2 separate regions of the Zea mays genome follow, and region 1 is linked to region 2. Evidence: chromatin contacts called from public Hi-C data. All regions are on one chromosome and are shown on one strand. Each heading gives the region's core, a stretch centred on a gene start, on an enhancer-like site or on the middle of the called end of the contact. The rest is flanking DNA. Distances are from core to core; before and after follow the strand shown. Region 1 holds the start of LOC100285295 (nicotianamine synthase 3). Region 2 overlaps LOC100193927.

Region 1 (4,927 bases), core at 1,546-4,045, 66 kb before region 2:
ATGAATGTTTCACACTATGAGAGTGTTGGGTTTTGGTTTCTATTTGTACGCACTGTAAGAAAATCAAAGCTTCACTGGTTATTTCAGGGTAGAGCTTAGCTGCTCTTTGTTTTTATTTTCTTTACAGGTTTGGGCAACTTCAGGCAGTAGACCTTGAGTCCATTGAGCCTTCACTTAGAGCTGGTATGCATCTTGGTGGCATTCTCATGATTGATTATTATTTATTAGCGTCTCTTGATTTGCTATAATTTGGAAAGCATAAATCCTTTCCCCACTTCGATATGCTTTAAAATTGATTTACTGATGCTAAGTTCCTATCCCAGTTGTGACACGATATAAGGCTTCTAGTAGCATTTAGCCATCTACTCCATACTAGCACTGTGCTAGACATCATGTTAATATCACTTGATTTACTAGAATTTTGAAGGCATAAAGCTTAACCCATTTTCAATGTGCATGAAAACATGATTTAATGAGTTACCCATCCCAATTAGTTGTGACACAGTAGAGGGCTTGTAGTGAGCATTTAGGGCCTATTTGGAAGTAAAGTATTTTTATAGTTTCTAGACAATACCATGGTTTAGGCTGTCTTCGGTGGATGATACTGATTGACACTGTTTGCAGAGTTAAGTTTGAAATAGGGGATGAGATAGGGATCTGCTGGAGATGGCCTTATAGGAATACTTTTATGCTATAAGGTGTTTGGCTGCATTCTTAAAAACGATGTTTTCAAAACCATGGTATTCTAGATAGCATAGTATTTTTTGAGCATTGTAAACTTCACTCCAACCCAAAGGCATGGCTTTTGCCTAAATACCATGGTTTACAATGTTGTATCTAGACAATGTTTCTCAAAACAATGGTATTCTTGGAGCTGACCAAAACTATGGTATTGTCATGACAATTGCAAATTATAGTATTGTAAAACCATGGTTTTGAGAAATATTATTGCCAAATAGGCATTTAGCCATTTGTTTCCTACCAGTACTGTGCTTGGCATCATATGTGAAATGGAATAATCATGGGAGAAGGATTATAATGTCATCACTTAATTACATTTTGAACAATTAGTTCTGAATTCTAATGCTTTCATCCAAAAACCAAATGTTTTATTTGATTCCCTACACAAAACCCGTTACACAATGCTTATTAACTGTTAGTCTGTTTTTGTATGTTTATTTCAACGAATTACAATTTTCATGTTCCACTATCTCATCCACAGGTACAACGGCTGATATTTCTTTGAGAAAAGATAAGCCTGAAACATTCGATAACAGGTGAGCAGGGCAATGAGTCTTCCATGGTTTTTACTAAAGCACTAAATGCTTTGCAACGAAAACCCGAGTGTCTTTATCATTTTTGGTTTTTTTTGTCAATGCAGAGATGCCATAAAGGAGGCCATTCCAAGTTATGATGATCCATATATCAAAGTGCCAAGAGTGCTGAACAAAGAATGATCTGTAGCATGTATATCAGAATTGTTAGAATATTAATACTCTACAATGCAGCATGGTTAAACATAATGATAAAATTTGCAGAAAGATTGAACGAGTCACCAGCAAGCTTAATTGATTTTGTGCATTTCAATTTGATAATGCTGTGATTGAACAGAGCAATCAGCAACCTTGCATTGGGACAGGATAACAGGAAAGATTTGGGAGATCTGCTTCAGGGGAAACCTTGTTTTTTAATGCAATTATTTTTTGCTCTCTCACAAGTATAGACAACCGCAGGCTTGAAGCCCATTCTAATCTATTTTGCCAATTATATTAGAACTTGTGGACTCCGTGGTAACACGCACGAGTGGTGCTTCAAAATTAGATCGAATTATGAGGGTTGTTGTGCCCATCCCACGGGAGGTCACTTTTGAGAAGAGCGACTCTAGTAGAACTGAAATGTGAAAAGTGTCAAGTGGTTCATCTGAACCACATCAAGTGCTAGAGCTCCTGTACGGTCCCTCCTTTTAACAGAGAGTAGGCTTGCAAATCATCATTAAAAAGAGGATCAGCATCAATCTTGGCTTTGCCTCAACAAAGAGCAAGTGATTGGCAAACCATCAAACCTTAAGATAAAAATCATCTTGTCATAACTACGTACGCTTAAGATAAAAACCTTAAGATAAAAACCTTAAGAGCAAGTGATTGGCAAACGATATGGTCTTTGCAGGAGCCTGATTCAGTTAAAACTACGTACGTACCGATACGATGCCAGTAAGTGGCACAAGGATATGCGATACCAGCTAGCTAGCTTAGTACGTACGCTTGCATACAGTTGCAGCTGCGTCCTGCATCCCTCCTGAATGAGATCGATCTAGCTTTAGTTTAATTTGTTCGATATATATACGATTCCTTGGTTCCATATATCAAATCTGTTACTGTGCCTGCCTTGTTCCTGCAAGATCAATGCATGCTCCTTGGTTAATTGGAGCTTTCTGAAGTATATAGCAGCATCGTCTACTACGTATCTCCGGCTGCTTTCTCGCGGTTTGCGTGTACAGCTAGAGAAGAAAAAAAAGCCTGAACAGCAGAAATGGGCAGGCAAGGCAAGCAACCATACATTCTGGTGATACCCGGCCAGGAGGCTTTTGGTGGTGGCCGTTGTGGCTCCACGGACCCGATTCATCCTTGGCCAATGCAACAGGCGGCAGCAGCATCTCAAATGGAACCTGCTTTTCGATGAAAGGATGCAGACGACGCAGGCGCACATAACCAACTATTCGGCTTGCGCGGGACGACGTCTATGTATTCCTCTTGGGGCTAGCGTAAAGCGGAGAAAGATATATAACATATTCTTGGGGGGAATAGTATTCATCGAGTAAAGAAAGATAAGGCAACGACACGACATATGCATGGAAGTTGAATTATTGTTATGGGGGTACCCATCGTCGTATATATAGCTACTGCTCCATTCCAGCCACGATACAAATGAAACGGATCTGCACTCGCCAAGTTGTACGCGTTTTCTCGCGATCGCGACTGCCTTTCGTTGCGTGTGTGGAGAGAAAAAAATAAGCAGAGGCTCGTGGCGGGCACACACACGGACACGGGTAGTATATATATATACACTACACAGTGTAGCTAGTATACCTCGCCCACTCCAAAGCGAAGCAGCAAGCGCTGTGACCGACTGTGATCACACACCACGCGTTCATGGTCGTCATGGGCAAGCACGATGACGATGAGAAGCAGCAGCAGCAGATGGAGATGGAAGACGTACATGAAGTAGGAGCCGTCGAGGTGCTGCCGCTGGAGAATGAGGCGGAGGCCGCGCTGGTGCGCAAGATCTCCGGCCTGGCCGCCGCCATCGCGAAGCTGCCGTCGCTGAGCCCGTCGCCGGAGGTGAACGCGCTGTTCACGGACCTCGTCACGGCCTGCATCCCGCGCAGCACCGTGGACGTGGAACGCCTGGGCCCGGAGCTGCAGCGCATGCGCGCGGGCCTCATCCGCCGCTGCGCCGACGCCGAGGCCCAGCTGGAGGCGCACTACTCGGACCTGCTGGCGGCCTTGGACAGCCCGCTGGACCACCTGCCGCTCTTCCCCTACTTCGGCAACTACCTGCTGCTGGGCGAGCTGGAGCACGGCCTGCTGGCGCGCCACGTCCCGGGCCCGCCGCCCGCCCGCGTCGCCTTCGTGGGGTCCGGCCCGCTCCCGCTCAGCTCCCTCGTGCTCGCCGCGCGCCACCTCCCCGCCGCCGCCTTCGACAACTACGACATCTGCGCGGAGGCCAACGGCCGGGCGCGCCGCCTCGTGCGCGCCGACGCCGCGCTCGCCGCGCGCATGGCGTTCCGCACCTCCGACGTGGCCCACGTCACGCGGGGCCTGGCCACCTACGACGTCGTCTTCCTGGCGGCGCTCGTGGGCGTGGCGGCCGAGGAGAAGGCGCGCGTGGTGGAGCACCTCGGGAGGCACATGGCGCCCGGCGCCGCGCTGGTGGTGCGCAGCGCGCACGGCGCGCGCGCCTTCCTGTACCCCGTCGTCGACCCAGACGAGATCCGCCGCGGCGGCTTCGACGTGCTCGCCGTGCACCACCCGGAGGGGGAGGTGATCAACTCCGTCATCGTCGCGCGTAAGCCCGTCCCCGTCGCCGGAGTGGGGCACGCGCACGCGCACGCCCACGGGCACGGCGCCGTGCTCAGCCGGCCCTGCTGCCTCTGCTGCGAGATGGAGGCCCGGACGCACCAGAAGATGGAGGAGGTGGCCATGGAGCAGCTGCCGTCCTAGGCAGGCAGGCACACGGCACACACCACAAGCAACAAGCATGGATGCCAGTTTTACATCTATCTGATCGATCTAGTAAATAGTAATCCCCTACTACGTCTATGTGCCCACACCGCATGGATATGGTAATAATCCGCACAGGGTGCGCCTAATTTATATCCGCTAGCTAAGGGCATGTACAGTAGAGAGACACCAAAACGGTTCTCCAAGCACAGGAGACAACTAAGAGACTTTATTGTACAATGAAGTGTCTATAAACGTAGTCTATTAATAAATACAGAATTAAATGTATTTGTATAGCATCAGATCGATAGAATAGACGACAAATTCGTACAATGGGAAGTGAGACGTTTGTTGCTACTTGGTTTACGAGCCAGAGACGTCTCTTCACGGAGAGACGGCTCTAAATTTTTTTTACAAATAACCCCCTTAAACACCTTAAGAGCCTCCACATTAAACACCACTGTACATGCCCTAATGTTACGTGTGTGTGTGAGTGATGAAGGAGTGGTTAACAAGTAATCACTCGCAATGCTTGTTTTGTCAGTTTGGGAGTGTTATTAGCAAGTAATACATGCATAAATATATGCCACCCCGACCGATCCGTTGGCTGTTTTGACGCGATATATATGCATAAAGGTTTTTGTCCGGCATCCGGCAAATGATTCTGATGATCAAGTACTAGCATGCAATTTCTAGTTAAGGGTTCG
Region 2 (5,476 bases), core at 1,223-3,722:
TGTTCAAATGTGGAATGGTACGACAATGAACACATGGTACATGCATAGTCCCTTTGCCTATCCAGGCTAGGGGCACCTCCAATCTATACCTTTTGACTTATTGATGGATGGTAATGGTTGAGAAAGATGCAATCCAAAACGGCATTTATTCATTAGAGCTCCACTGAACGATCACCCTATCAGATTAAAAGCCCATGATTTGCATCAGACTTAGTTCTTTGTCTGCGACTTCAGGAACAAGATGACTTGTGAGATCTAATGTTTTTCGAAGAGTGCTGGTAGTACATATGTTTTTTATTCGTCAACATCCACCAAAAGATAGGGCATATGTTGAACCCAGAAATGGATAGATGGACGGTCCGACCCTTTAGGTCGGACGGTCCGGACGGTCCACGGTGGTGGCGCGGACGGTCAGCGCGTGCACAGAATCAATTAGAGTTCTGGATTTGTAGCGGGATTTGTTAGCAAAATCTGTGGGATTAACTCAGGAACCAACTTGTAACGGGTCTAGACCTCCTCGCTATATATAGATGAAGGGTTACGGCCGATTGAACCACCCACAATCGATACAATCAACTATACTTATCATTTTTATCTTATGCATTAGGAGTAGATCTAGTTTAGCCCTAGTCTACCCTCCCTCTACCTCAAATCTTCACCTCTCTGGTTCTATGTCGACTAGAGACGTCTTGGGTGTCCTGCTGACACCAAGAAACACCCTAGGATCTGTCTTCCCCGATGGGGTCTCTCCCGAGAGGTGAGATCTGGGTCTGCCGTGAAGAAGACGAATCTTTGTGCCATCGCAGACCGTTTGAGCCTCAGGTGTGGACCATCCGGACGTACGCAGAGGAGCCGCTCCTATGCCCAAGTCGCAGATAGCACAGCCAGGCGACTCATCTCCCGGTGATGTACGTATAGATCGACGCCAACAGCAAGCAAGCAAAAAAGGTCTATTTTTTCATTATGATGTTTCGAGGTTGTCTAAACTCGATATAATAAGTTATAATATCGCTGCCCGCTGCAGCTACAAGTAATCACACACCCTGACCCCCCTATCTCTGGCTAGGAATCCTCATATTATTATTTGTGCTAACATAACAAACGCATTTTTCTTAATGAAACTATGTTTCAACACAGGTCTACTCGTATACGCATCATTTTTAAACGTTCAAACCTAACATGAACAAGAGATGTTTTTTTATTAAAAGTCCACAGCAGTTCATTTCAAACAACCCCAAAATATCACTTATTTGGTAGCCAAAAGCCCAAATTTATTAGCGTATAGCTGGTAACAAAACTCAACTTAGCCAAGAATTAGCTGTTGGTGAAAAAAAAACGACGCAAGGTAAATTTGGATAAGGGTCTGTTTGGTTGGGCTGTGGCTGTGGAAAAAGTTGCTGTGGGCTGTGAGCTGTGGAAAAAGCTGCTGTAGGCTGTGTGCTGTTAAAAAGCTAAAAATCGTTTGGTGGAAACCACTAAAAGTCGTTAAAAGTTCTTCGATATATGTTTTCACAGTTCCATTCAAAAGCCACTAAAAGCAGGTCTAGGGGTGCTTTCAGTTTTGCACTACGAGAAAGTCGGCTTTTAGAAAAAGCTGCTTCCTGGATCCAGCCCTTTGGTTGGCTTTTGGCTTTTAGGGGGCAAAAGCTAAAGCCAAAAGCCAAACCAAATACACCCTAAGTCTCTTTTATCTCTTGTGAACAGTGTATATAATCAGAGGTATTTATCGAGCATAGCTCGGTTGCAGCCTTGCAGTTGCAGGGATGTCCCTCAACAGCCTGCATGTGATTGCATGCGTGGCCGCCGATCACCAAATCCAAACGCACGCAAACGGTCGCATTGCTGCTCGGCGGTGGTGTGGTGTCAATCAATAAAAAAGAAAATTGTTCACCCAGCCGGCAGCAGTCGCAGTGTGGTCGGTGGCGGCTAGCTGCCACTGCAGCGGTGCTCCTCCACTTCCTTTGCAACGTCAGCACGGCGGCCCCACTCCGATCCTCAGGGCACGTACGCGAGTCCGTGTCGCTAGCTCCTCGCAACGTTCGAGTGTTCTTCAGATCGTCCCCGGCGTCGTGCGAGACTGCGGAGCTCGCAATCTGTGCAAGTACAGAAATCTTATTTTTGAGGTTTAGGGTTTATGATTTAGGGATGCAGTAGTGCACAGGTTAAAGGAATTGACTCTACTGGAGTATTTAGGTTGAGGTCACATGTCTTTCTGTTGTCGCCTTCTATTTTAATCTTCGATCACTACATGAAAAAAAATATAGTATAATTTATAGTGTAAGAAAGTATTTTTAACCGGACCGGTCCAGTAATCTTAGCCTCATACAGCCCACTACAGCACAGTGGACTAATTAGTGCCCGTACGCGATGAGCATTATTTTTACGTGGATCAGCAGATCAGACGGCCTCAAGCTCACAAACTGTCACGCGGCATGCATGCGTGCATGATGGCGCGCGCGCGCTGGCGTAACGTAAACAACACTCTGACACGTACGTACACGAGCACTATAACAAACCACTCTCCGGCCCGCTTCATGTGCTACTGCTGCGCTGCGGCATGCAGCTCTCGCATGCTCGCCTCGTAACCCACTGCTTGCTTCGACGGTCGATTTGATCGGTCGGATTAATTTAACTGCTTGCAGGCTACGCATGCCGTTAATTTTGTTCCTTGTGTGAGTCGCCGTATATATATAAGGCAAAACAATTCTACAAGCACAGGAGACAACTAAGAGACTCTATTGTACAATGGAGTGTCTATAAACGTAGTCTATTAATAAATACAGAATTAAATGTATTTGTATAGCATCAGATCGATAGAACAGACGACAAATTCATACAGTGGGAAGTGAGGCGTCTGTTGTTACTTGGTTTACGAGCCAGAGGTGTCTCTTCACGGAGAGACGGCTCTAAGATTATTTTGCAAATAACCCCTAAAACACCTTAAGAGACGCCACATTAAATACCACTGTACATGCTCTAATACTTAACTCAAATGATACTTGCAGGCTAATTAAGCCCATGAATGCCTGCCTTTATGTCTGTATTGCTGTTTCCCAGTAGTATATGCAAAGGCCGTACGCCTCAACAGTGAATGCACGCGGTCGACCAAAAAAAAAAAACATGCATGCATCATGATGAAAAATTGCAATAAAATCCAAATTCGCACGCATCATGTCTGGATTGATCCGGGCTACAAGCTAGGACCACTCGATGCACTGAAACTAGGCCTGCTAATGGCAAAAAAATCCAATCCACTCCCACCCATACCCAAATCTAATTACTTTGATATCCATCCCACACCCAACCAAAAATACTAGAGTGAAGTTAAACCCAACCCATCCAATAACATTATTGATCCCAAACCAACCCGTAACTGGGTGGAAACCCATGGAAAACCCGTGGGTTTAGCTTATTGTCTCACATCAAGCCAACTGCATACACATTTTAAAAATCACATTTTAAAGCAGTAAATTAATTCAAATGAAAAAGTTTTCAACTACAAATTTGTATAACTCATCATGATGTACATTTTATATTTTGAACATTTCTTCATATGATAAACTAAAAATAAATTTGTTCATAAAACTTATATCTCTTTCGTAGTTTATGAAACTACGAGAGATATGTATAGAATTTGTGCATATTGTTAGAACTATCATGTGAGATGAACAAATGATCAAACAACCAAAATAAACTTTGTAGATCTTGAAAAGTTATACAAGTTTGTAGTTGACAACTTTTTCATTTGAAGTCATATTGTAAACGAAAACTATGCCTGAATTTAAAAAATTTAAAATTTGAATTTTGAAAACAACCTCGAAATAAAAAACCACCAACATGAAAGTTGTAGGTATTGAAGAGTTATAAAACTTTGTAGTTGATAATGTTTTGGTTTGAAATCATCTTGCCATGCAAAACTATGTTTGAATTTTGAATTTTAAAATTTTAAAACTACCTCGGATGGAAAAACCACCAAAATAAAAGTTGTAGGTCTTGAAATGTTATGAAACTTTGTAACTGTCAACTTTTTTATTTGAAATCATCTTATCATTGAAAAATCGTGTGAAGTTTTCAAATTTAAAATTCAAATTTTGTAAACGGTCTCGGATGTAGAAACTATTAAAATAGAATTTGTAGATATCAAAAAGTTATGCAACTTTATAGTTGGTCACATTTTTAAATAAAATGGTACTGATAAAATGGTATAGTATAGTGTGTTATGTGTGACTAAAGAAATCAAAGACTTCTCTAAACTTGAAATAAAATGGAACTGATTAAGGTGATAGTCTGATTGGTGAATACCCATGGAAACTCATACCTATACAAATCCATCTATACCCATGGGTATCCACCATTTTGACCCGCAATATAAAATAAACCCACCCAACCCAACCCGTTAATAATTAAAACCCATCACAACCCACCAAAACAAAACCATTTCTTAAACCCACCTAAAATACCCATTTACACCCACCCCATTTGCAGGCCTAACTGAAACCCACACCGGGGGATCAGGGACGGGCGACTGAGCGATGCATGCTGGATGTAATAGGGTATTTTTACACCTCGCTGAACGACGGTCTAGAAATATACTTGTCCTTTGGCTTGTCTTCTTCGGTCGTTTCAGGATCTGAATTTTGTTTAAGCAAAATGCGCCCACGAATACCATAGCAACCTATAGCAGGAGTTCTGCTGCCAATTCTGAACGTCATTTTCCCGTGAAGATGAGGAGGGGGGTCTCTCTCTCGTAGTAGATGAGATGGAGCGAACCACCTATCCCTTTAAGCACCTGTGTTGTAAAAATGGTGGAAGACACTACCCTTGGTTCCTCTTGTTGGCAACTTTCGAGTAGACGTGTTGCACACGTGAAAGTTTGTTTCATGATGAATTTAGTAGCATCAAATGTACGCAGTTACTCCATATGATTCCTTGAAGATATTGATACTCAGTTGAGACAAGGTTTGACCACCAATAATACTAGATGTACTTTCACTTAGCTATAAGATCTTTAAAAAAAGTGAAAATTCAAAATGCCTCAACTAAATATTCATATCGATTTTTTTTGATAAAAAAACGAACCAGAAAGATCGAAAGCGCCAGCCAGGAGTTAGCTAAAAATAAACAGGTAGGCGCCAAGAAAGATCCAAAATATTTTTCAGGCGCATCCAGATAATAACGACAATGTACAGCTGCGTCAAACAGATTCGGCTGGCATAACACGATTATAATTTCAGCATGTTCGGTGCATCCAACTTCACACATTAGTTTACAGCTGGAGATTTTGTCAAGGGTCCAGATTATAACAGTCAGTCAGTCACCTTAGGCATTGTTCGGTTGCGTCTGGATAAAGGAGATTGAGGGGGGTTAAATCAATTTCTATTCAATTTTGACTAGAAGGAATTTAATCCCCTCCAACCTTCTTTGATCCAGAAGCAACCGAACAAGCTCTTATGAGAACTACAAAATTCAAATTGGA

What was found. A called contact is a pair of places that touch in the nucleus more often than the background predicts.
Region 1: a Hi-C map of tassel shows a contact between it and region 2, with 2.6 times the contacts expected there. The contact joins the promoter of LOC100285295 here to the enhancer-like site in region 2. A contact is called at or near these places in 5 of 25 Hi-C or Micro-C datasets (bundle sheath, ear, leaf and 1 more).

What each region holds. Positions count from the first base shown.
Region 1 is chr5:16,516,568-16,521,494 of Zm-B73-REFERENCE-NAM-5.0, reverse strand. It overlaps LOC100285295 (nicotianamine synthase 3), which reads left to right and starts at 2,795. Exons shown (of 1, transcript NM_001321408.1): 1 at 2,795-4,226. The coding sequence starts at 3,150. The coding sequence ends at 4,220. It overlaps LOC100274537, which reads left to right. Exons shown (of 5, transcript NM_001148893.1): 3 at 128-183; 4 at 1,223-1,277; 5 at 1,382-1,645. The coding sequence ends at 1,457.
Region 2 is chr5:16,449,542-16,455,017 of Zm-B73-REFERENCE-NAM-5.0, reverse strand. LOC100193927 reads right to left here. Exons shown (of 16, transcript NM_001359351.1): 16 at 5,192-5,476. Among protein-coding and RNA genes, the nearest start is that of LOC100193927, 30 kb to the right of the region's middle. Within about 2 kb of position 2,472, at least 16 of the 20 cell types and tissues checked have an H3K27ac peak or open chromatin away from gene starts, as enhancers often do. A contact at or near this core is called in ear and tassel, where this site is marked.